2 separate regions of the Rattus norvegicus genome follow, and region 2 is linked to region 1. Evidence: chromatin contacts called from public Hi-C data. All regions are on one chromosome and are shown on one strand. Each heading gives the region's core, a stretch centred on a gene start, on an enhancer-like site or on the middle of the called end of the contact. The rest is flanking DNA. Distances are from core to core; before and after follow the strand shown. Region 1 holds the start of Vegfa (vascular endothelial growth factor A). Region 2 overlaps LOC102550363 (a long non-coding RNA gene).

Evidence for each region. A called contact is a pair of places that touch in the nucleus more often than the background predicts.
Region 2: a contact with region 1 is called in a Hi-C map of liver, with 4 times the contacts expected there. The contact joins the enhancer-like site here to the promoter of Vegfa in region 1. A contact is called at or near these places in 11 of 12 Hi-C or Micro-C datasets (the A7r5 cell line, the Rat2 cell line, Schwann cells and 6 more) and 1 of 1 datasets of contacts at active chromatin or transcription factors (oligodendrocytes).

The regions. Positions count from the first base shown.
Region 1 is chr9:22,451,387-22,454,468 of GRCr8, forward strand. Vegfa (vascular endothelial growth factor A) reads left to right here and starts at 1,468. Exons shown (of 8, transcript NM_031836.3): 1 at 1,468-2,547. The coding sequence starts at 1,945.
Region 2 is chr9:22,747,845-22,750,926 of GRCr8, forward strand. All of the region lies in intron 1 of LOC102550363 (a long non-coding RNA gene), which reads right to left. Among named protein-coding and RNA genes, the nearest start is that of Mrpl14, 62 kb to the right of the region's middle. Within about 2 kb of position 1,542, at least 5 of the 93 cell types and tissues checked have an H3K27ac peak or open chromatin away from gene starts, as enhancers often do. A contact at or near this core is called in hepatocytes and liver, where this site is marked.

The DNA.
Region 1 (3,082 bases), core at 218-2,717:
TCAGAGCCCCCTCTTGTTCCCAGGGGAGCCTAGGAGCAGCTGGGCCAAAGCCCAACCAGGAATTTTTCCAGGCTGGTTCCTATATCCAAGGGTGGGCTGGAGGTGGGGGCTTTGGGGAGCTCTTAAGGAAGACACGAGGAGGTGAAGGGGACTTTGTGGAAAGGGAGGGGACAGAGCCACACAGGCTAAGTGTACAAGCATAGAGAAATGGCCAAGGGTCCTAGGTAGAATGGGAGGGGGCAGAGTACAACCCTGAACTCTGTTTAGAAGATGAACTGTGAGCCTAGGCTAGAACTGAGGGAGCCTTACCTCTACTCCCATCCTACCCGGAGTTGGTGGCAGCGCTGGGCAGCTGGCCTAACTACGTTTCTGAATGCTAGGGTAGGTTTGAATCACCACGCAGGCCTGGCCTGCTTCTGCCCCCATTGGCACACTGGCCTTAGTTCCCTGGCAACATCTGGGTGTTTGTGTGTGGGGGGTGTGATCAGGAGGAACAAGGGCTTCTGTCTGCCCAGCTGTCTCTCCCTCAGGGCTCTGCCAGACTCCACAGTGCATACGTGGGCTTCCACAGGTCGTCTCCCTCCGGGCCACTGACTAACTGCTCGGCTTCCCGTTCTCAGTGTCACACATTTGATGCCATATCCTCTCCAGAGAAGCCTCTCTGGAAACTTCCCAGGGAATCCCATTCACCCCAGGGCCCTAGTTCCTTATGTATGAAGATCAGACAAGAGCTCAGATAAGCATACTTGCCTTCCACGTAGCCCCCCGCCCCATATATAATCCTAGAGTTTCTGTTTCCGAGGTCAAACAAGCAACTGTTGGGGGGTGGGTGTTAGAAACACGCAACTATTTGGGAAGTCAAAGCCTGCGGTGCTCAACAGTCAACTCTCACCCCCTGTCCAAGACCCGTGCCATTTGAGCCAGAGTTGGGGTGTGCATAATGTAGTCACTAGGGGGCGCTCGGCCATCACGGGGAGATCGTGAACTTGGGCGAGCCGAGTCTGCGTGAGGAAGGACGCGTGTGTCAATGTGAGTGCGTGCGTGCATGTGCGTGTGTGTCTGGGTATAGTGTGTTTGTGAGGTAGGGGAGAAGACCAGGGGTCACTCCGGGTGTCCGTCTCCCCATACGTCCTTGCCAGCTCTCCGCCTCCCCCCCCCCCCACTTTCTCCTACATTCCTGGGAAAGGAAATTGCCCTCACTCTCCTGTCTCCCCTGATTCCCAACACCCTGGGATTCCCAGTGTGTCCCCGAGCCAAGTTTGAAGGGGTGGACAGATAATTCTCAGGCTATGGACCCTGGTAAGGGGTTTAGATTTCTATTTCGCAGTAGTGGCCTAGGGGCTTCTGAAAGGCGGTGCCTGGTTCGGCCTGGCCTCGCCCCCGGGGCGGGCCTGGGGCGGGGCCTTTGGGGGCGGGGCCAGATTTCCTTTTTTTTCCACCGCTGTTACCGGTGAGAAGCGCAGAGGCTTGGGGCAGCCGAGCTGCAGCGAGGCCGCGGCGCTGGGGGCGAGCTGAGCGGCGGCAGCGGAGCTCTGTCGCGAGACGCAGCGACAAGGCAGACTATTCAACGGACTCATCAGCCAGGGAGTCTGTGCTCTGGGATTTGATATTCAAACCTCTTTTTTTTTTCTTAAACTGTATTGTTTTACGCTTTAATTTATTTTTGCTTCCTATTCCCCTCTTAAATCGTGCCAACGGTTTGGAGAGGTTGCTCCTTCACTCCCTCAAATTACTTCGGATTTTGGAAATCAGCAGAGGAAAGAGGTAGCAGGAGCTCCAGAGAGAAGTCAAGGAAGAGAGAGAGAGAGAGAGACCGGTCAGAGAGCGCGCTGGCGAGCGAACAGAGAGAGGGACAGGGGCAAAGTGACTGACCTGCTTTTGGGGGTGACCGCCAGAGCGCGGCGTGAGCCCTCCCCCTTGGGATCTTTCATCGGACCAGTCGCGCTGACGGACAGACAGACAGACACCGCCCCCAGCCCCAGCGCCCACCTCCTCGCCGGCGGGCAGCCGACGGTGGACGCGGCGGCGAGCCGCGAGCAGGAGCCGAAGCCCGCGCCCGGAGGCGGGGTGGAGGGGGTCGGGGCTCGCGGGATTGCACGGAAACTTTTCGTCCAACTTCTGGGCTCTTCTCTCTCCGGAGTAGCCGTGGTCTGCGCCGCAGGAGGCAAACCGATCGGAGCTGGGAGAAGTGCTAGCTCGGGCCTGGAGAAGCCGGGGCCCGAGAAGAGAGGGGAGAAAGAGAAGGAAGAGGAGAGGGGGCCGCAGTGGGCGCTCGGCTCTCGGGAGCCGGGCTCATGGACGGGTGAGGCGGCGGTGTGCGCAGACAGTGCTCCAGCCGCGCGCGCGCCCCAGGCCCCGGCCCGGGCCTCGGTTCCAGAAGGGAGAGGAGCCCGCCAAGGCGCGCAAGAGAGCGGGCTGCCTCGCAGTCCGAGCCGGAGAGGGAGCGCGAGCCGCGCCGGCCCCGGACGGGCCTCTGAAACCATGAACTTTCTGCTCTCTTGGGTGCACTGGACCCTGGCTTTACTGCTGTACCTCCACCATGCCAAGGTAAGCGGTCGTGCCCGCCTGGTGTCGCCGGGCCATGGCGAGCGCCTCTCCCGCTTGGGGACGTGCGTGCGTGCGAGCGCGCGCGTGGGGGGCTTCGTGCCCCACGCGGGTCCTTGGGCACCGGGCGCGAGGCGTCCCCCTCTGTCGTCGTACGTGGAGGGGGAGGGGGTGCGCGCTAGGTGGGAGGGCGCCAGGATAGTCTCGCCGCCCACGCGGGCCCTGCCCACCCACCAGAGTCACCGCACGTACGATCTGGGCCGAGCAGCGGAGGGCGGGAGCCAGAGGAGGAGGCTGAGGGGGCTGGGCTTGCGCCCGAGCTGGCGGCAGAAGTTTGCTCTGGGTCGCGGGTCCCGGGAGAACTGGAAGTCCGGGCAGAGGGGGCGGGAGTCCGGAGCCCAGCGGGCATGCCTGGGGGTGCTCGGACCTTGGACCGGGGGAGGGCAGAGATCGTGGAGGGGGCAGGGCGCCGGCGACCGAGGGGGCTTTGCTGTCACTGCCATTCGGTCTCTTCGGCCTTTGCAGTGAGTTTGGGGAA
Region 2 (3,082 bases), core at 292-2,791, 300 kb after region 1:
CCTGAGTCAGGGTGGCCCTTCTCCCGGCCAGACCATGAGCTCCCTGAGATCAGGGGTCAGGGTTGGTCTCCAGCTTTCCCAGAAGAGCTTACTGGGGAGTGGATTGAATGGGAGCCAGAAAAGCAGACAGCCTAGGGTTGGGATTCTGCAGGCCCTGAAGCTTGAATAGCCTAGCTCCAGGACTGTCCCTCTGGGCTCCTTCTTGACCTCCTCTACACACACACACACACACACACACACACTCACACTCACACACAGACACACACACACAGACACACACACACAGACACACACACAGACACACAGAGAGAGAGACACACACACAGACAGATGCACAGACACACACACACTCACACACACACACTCACAAACACACACACACAGATACACAGATACACAGATACACACACACAAACACACAGAGAGAGACACACACACAGAGACACACATAGACACACAGAGACACACACACACAGAGAGACACACACACAGACAGACGCACAGACACACACACACAGATACACAGACACACACACACAGACACTCACACACAGACACACATAGACACACAGAGACACACACACAGACACAGAGAGAGAGAGACACACACACAGACAGATGCACAGAGACAGACGCACAGACACACACACACACACACACACACACACACACACACACATTTGACTTCTGGCAGCTCCAGATTCTACACGCCTAGACAGGCGGGATCAAAGGTGGCTCAGGCCAGAGTGAGCTACATAGGGAAGTCCCAGCCTCAAACAGGAGCCCCCTCCTCCAGCTGTTAGCAGAGGACCTGGCAGAAGCTTGCAGCCTCTTGACTGCTTTCTGTGCCCAGGTTCCTTCACATCCAGGCCCCTCCTCTCCCACCCCAACCCTGCAGTCATTCCTCTCTCCAATAGGGTCCTCACTCCAGCCCGATGTCCTAGCCCAAGCTCATCCCCAAGAAATACTTGCCTTGTCCCACAAATCTCACTCAACCCATCTGCCTACACACGGGAGTTGTCTGGGCCACCCCTCTATACTCTCTCCATAAAACTCTGGCCCTCTCAGGAGAGCCGAAAGGGATGGGTGATAAGCCAGCTTTCCTGTAACTCAGCATGCCTTTATCTTCCAGGAAATCCCCAAACTGCTCCCTCGGTGCCTACTGTCACCCTGTGCCATCTGTCAGCGCATCGGGCCTCTTAGGTCGGCGTCTCACTTCCCAGAGCCTCTCTTATCTGATGCCAAGGCTTGCACACACAGAGGAAAGTGCAAGAGTTATCAGCAAGCCTGTGTGTCAAGTTTACACCCCGGGATCTAGAGGGAGGCTCGCGTGCAGGACCTGACCCCGGTCGCTAGCTTTGGTTCACTTATCTTTGGGTTGGGGTGGCTTTTCTTCTTAACTTTTAATGCTGTTCAAAACATACGGAACGTGAAGTTTCCCGTTTTAACCAGTTTTGAGTGCACGGCTTGGTGACACGGAGCATATGCCCCTCTTGCACAACCCTTGCCGTGAGCCCTTTCCAGACTCTGTCTTGCAAAACTGAAACTGTTCTCACTAAACCTCACTCCCCAGCCTCCAGCCGGCACCAGGCACTTTTCTGTGTTTGACAACTCTAGGACCTTGTTCAGACGGAACCATAAAAGCCATCCTTTTGTGAATGGGTAATTTCACTTTTAATGTCCTTGAGATTCATCTAGGTCTTAGCCTGGGGTCTCTTTTTGAAGGCTGAATTCTACTCCATTGCTAACCACCCATAAGTTGCCCTCACTCCTGTAAAAATTCCCCACACCCACGCTCTGGCAAGAAACCCTAAGTCAACTCAGTGGGCCACACACAAAAAGTAAACGGGGGCTGCAGAGATGGCCCTGGGCTAAGAGCACTCACTGCCCTTGCAGAAGGTCTAGATTCAGTTTCCAGCACTGAACCTCTCTTACCTCCGTCTCCTGGGGATCGGACGGCCACTTCTTCTGGCCTCTGGGGGCCCCAGCACATATGTGGTGCAAATACACGCACACGCACACGCGCACACACACACACACACGTAAATCTTTTTTTAAAAGAAGAAAAAAAGGGGTATTAAAGTATGAAAGAGACTTGATGAGAAGGGTTCCAGAGAGACAGAGACAGACAGACAGACAGACAGCCGTGAGAGTGAAATGGAGGGGCGGAAAAACTAAAATTCAGTATCTAAATAAATATATGAAATTGTCAAACAAAAAAAATTTTTTTCAAAGACAAAAGAAAGCCCCGTGGGGATCCCAGAGGTACAGTCTTGAAACTAGTGATTCAAGGTAACAAACACCTTTAGTCCCAGCGCCCAGAAAGCAGAGGCAGGAGGATCTCTGTGAGTTCTCTGGTCTACAGAGAGAGACCTTAGAGGGTGGGGTGTGGGGGATGCAAATGTTAAGGCACCAAATAAACCCGCTGAATCAGCCTGGGAGTAGCCTGTATTTTAACAAAATTTCCAGGTAATTCTGACTCACTGGCTTAGATAAATGGTAAATCACATACAGACTCATGGATTAGTAGGGCTAAATATTACAAGTGTGTCCATTCTCTCCAATGAATGATGAAGTGTAGCACATCGAAAGGGCCCCATTGCCAGGGTACCCCACTTTCTTTCTCCGTCTGAGACACTGTTTATTTTCACCCAAGCCATTAGCATCCTCAGCAAGCGCTCCACCATTGAGCTGTGTGCCTCCAGTCCAAAGAGGTTATTTCTTTAAGTATTGTTTTAGAAAAATAAAAGTATTCCCAGGATTAAAAGGGCTGGGTAGGTAAAGGCACTTGACACCAAGGCTGACGATCTGAGTTTCATCTCTGAGACCCTCACGGTGGAAGCAGAAGAACCCATTCCGGTAAGCTGCCCTCCACATGCATGCTATGGCTTGTGACACACACACACACACACACACACACACACACACACACACACACACTAAATAAAATAAAAATGTTTTTAAATATATTTTTTTTAATTTTATTTACACTGATGTTCTGCCTCCATCCCATAGAACTGGAATCACATACAGTTGTGAACTGCTATGTGAGTGCTGGGATTTGAACCTGGGTCCTTTGGAA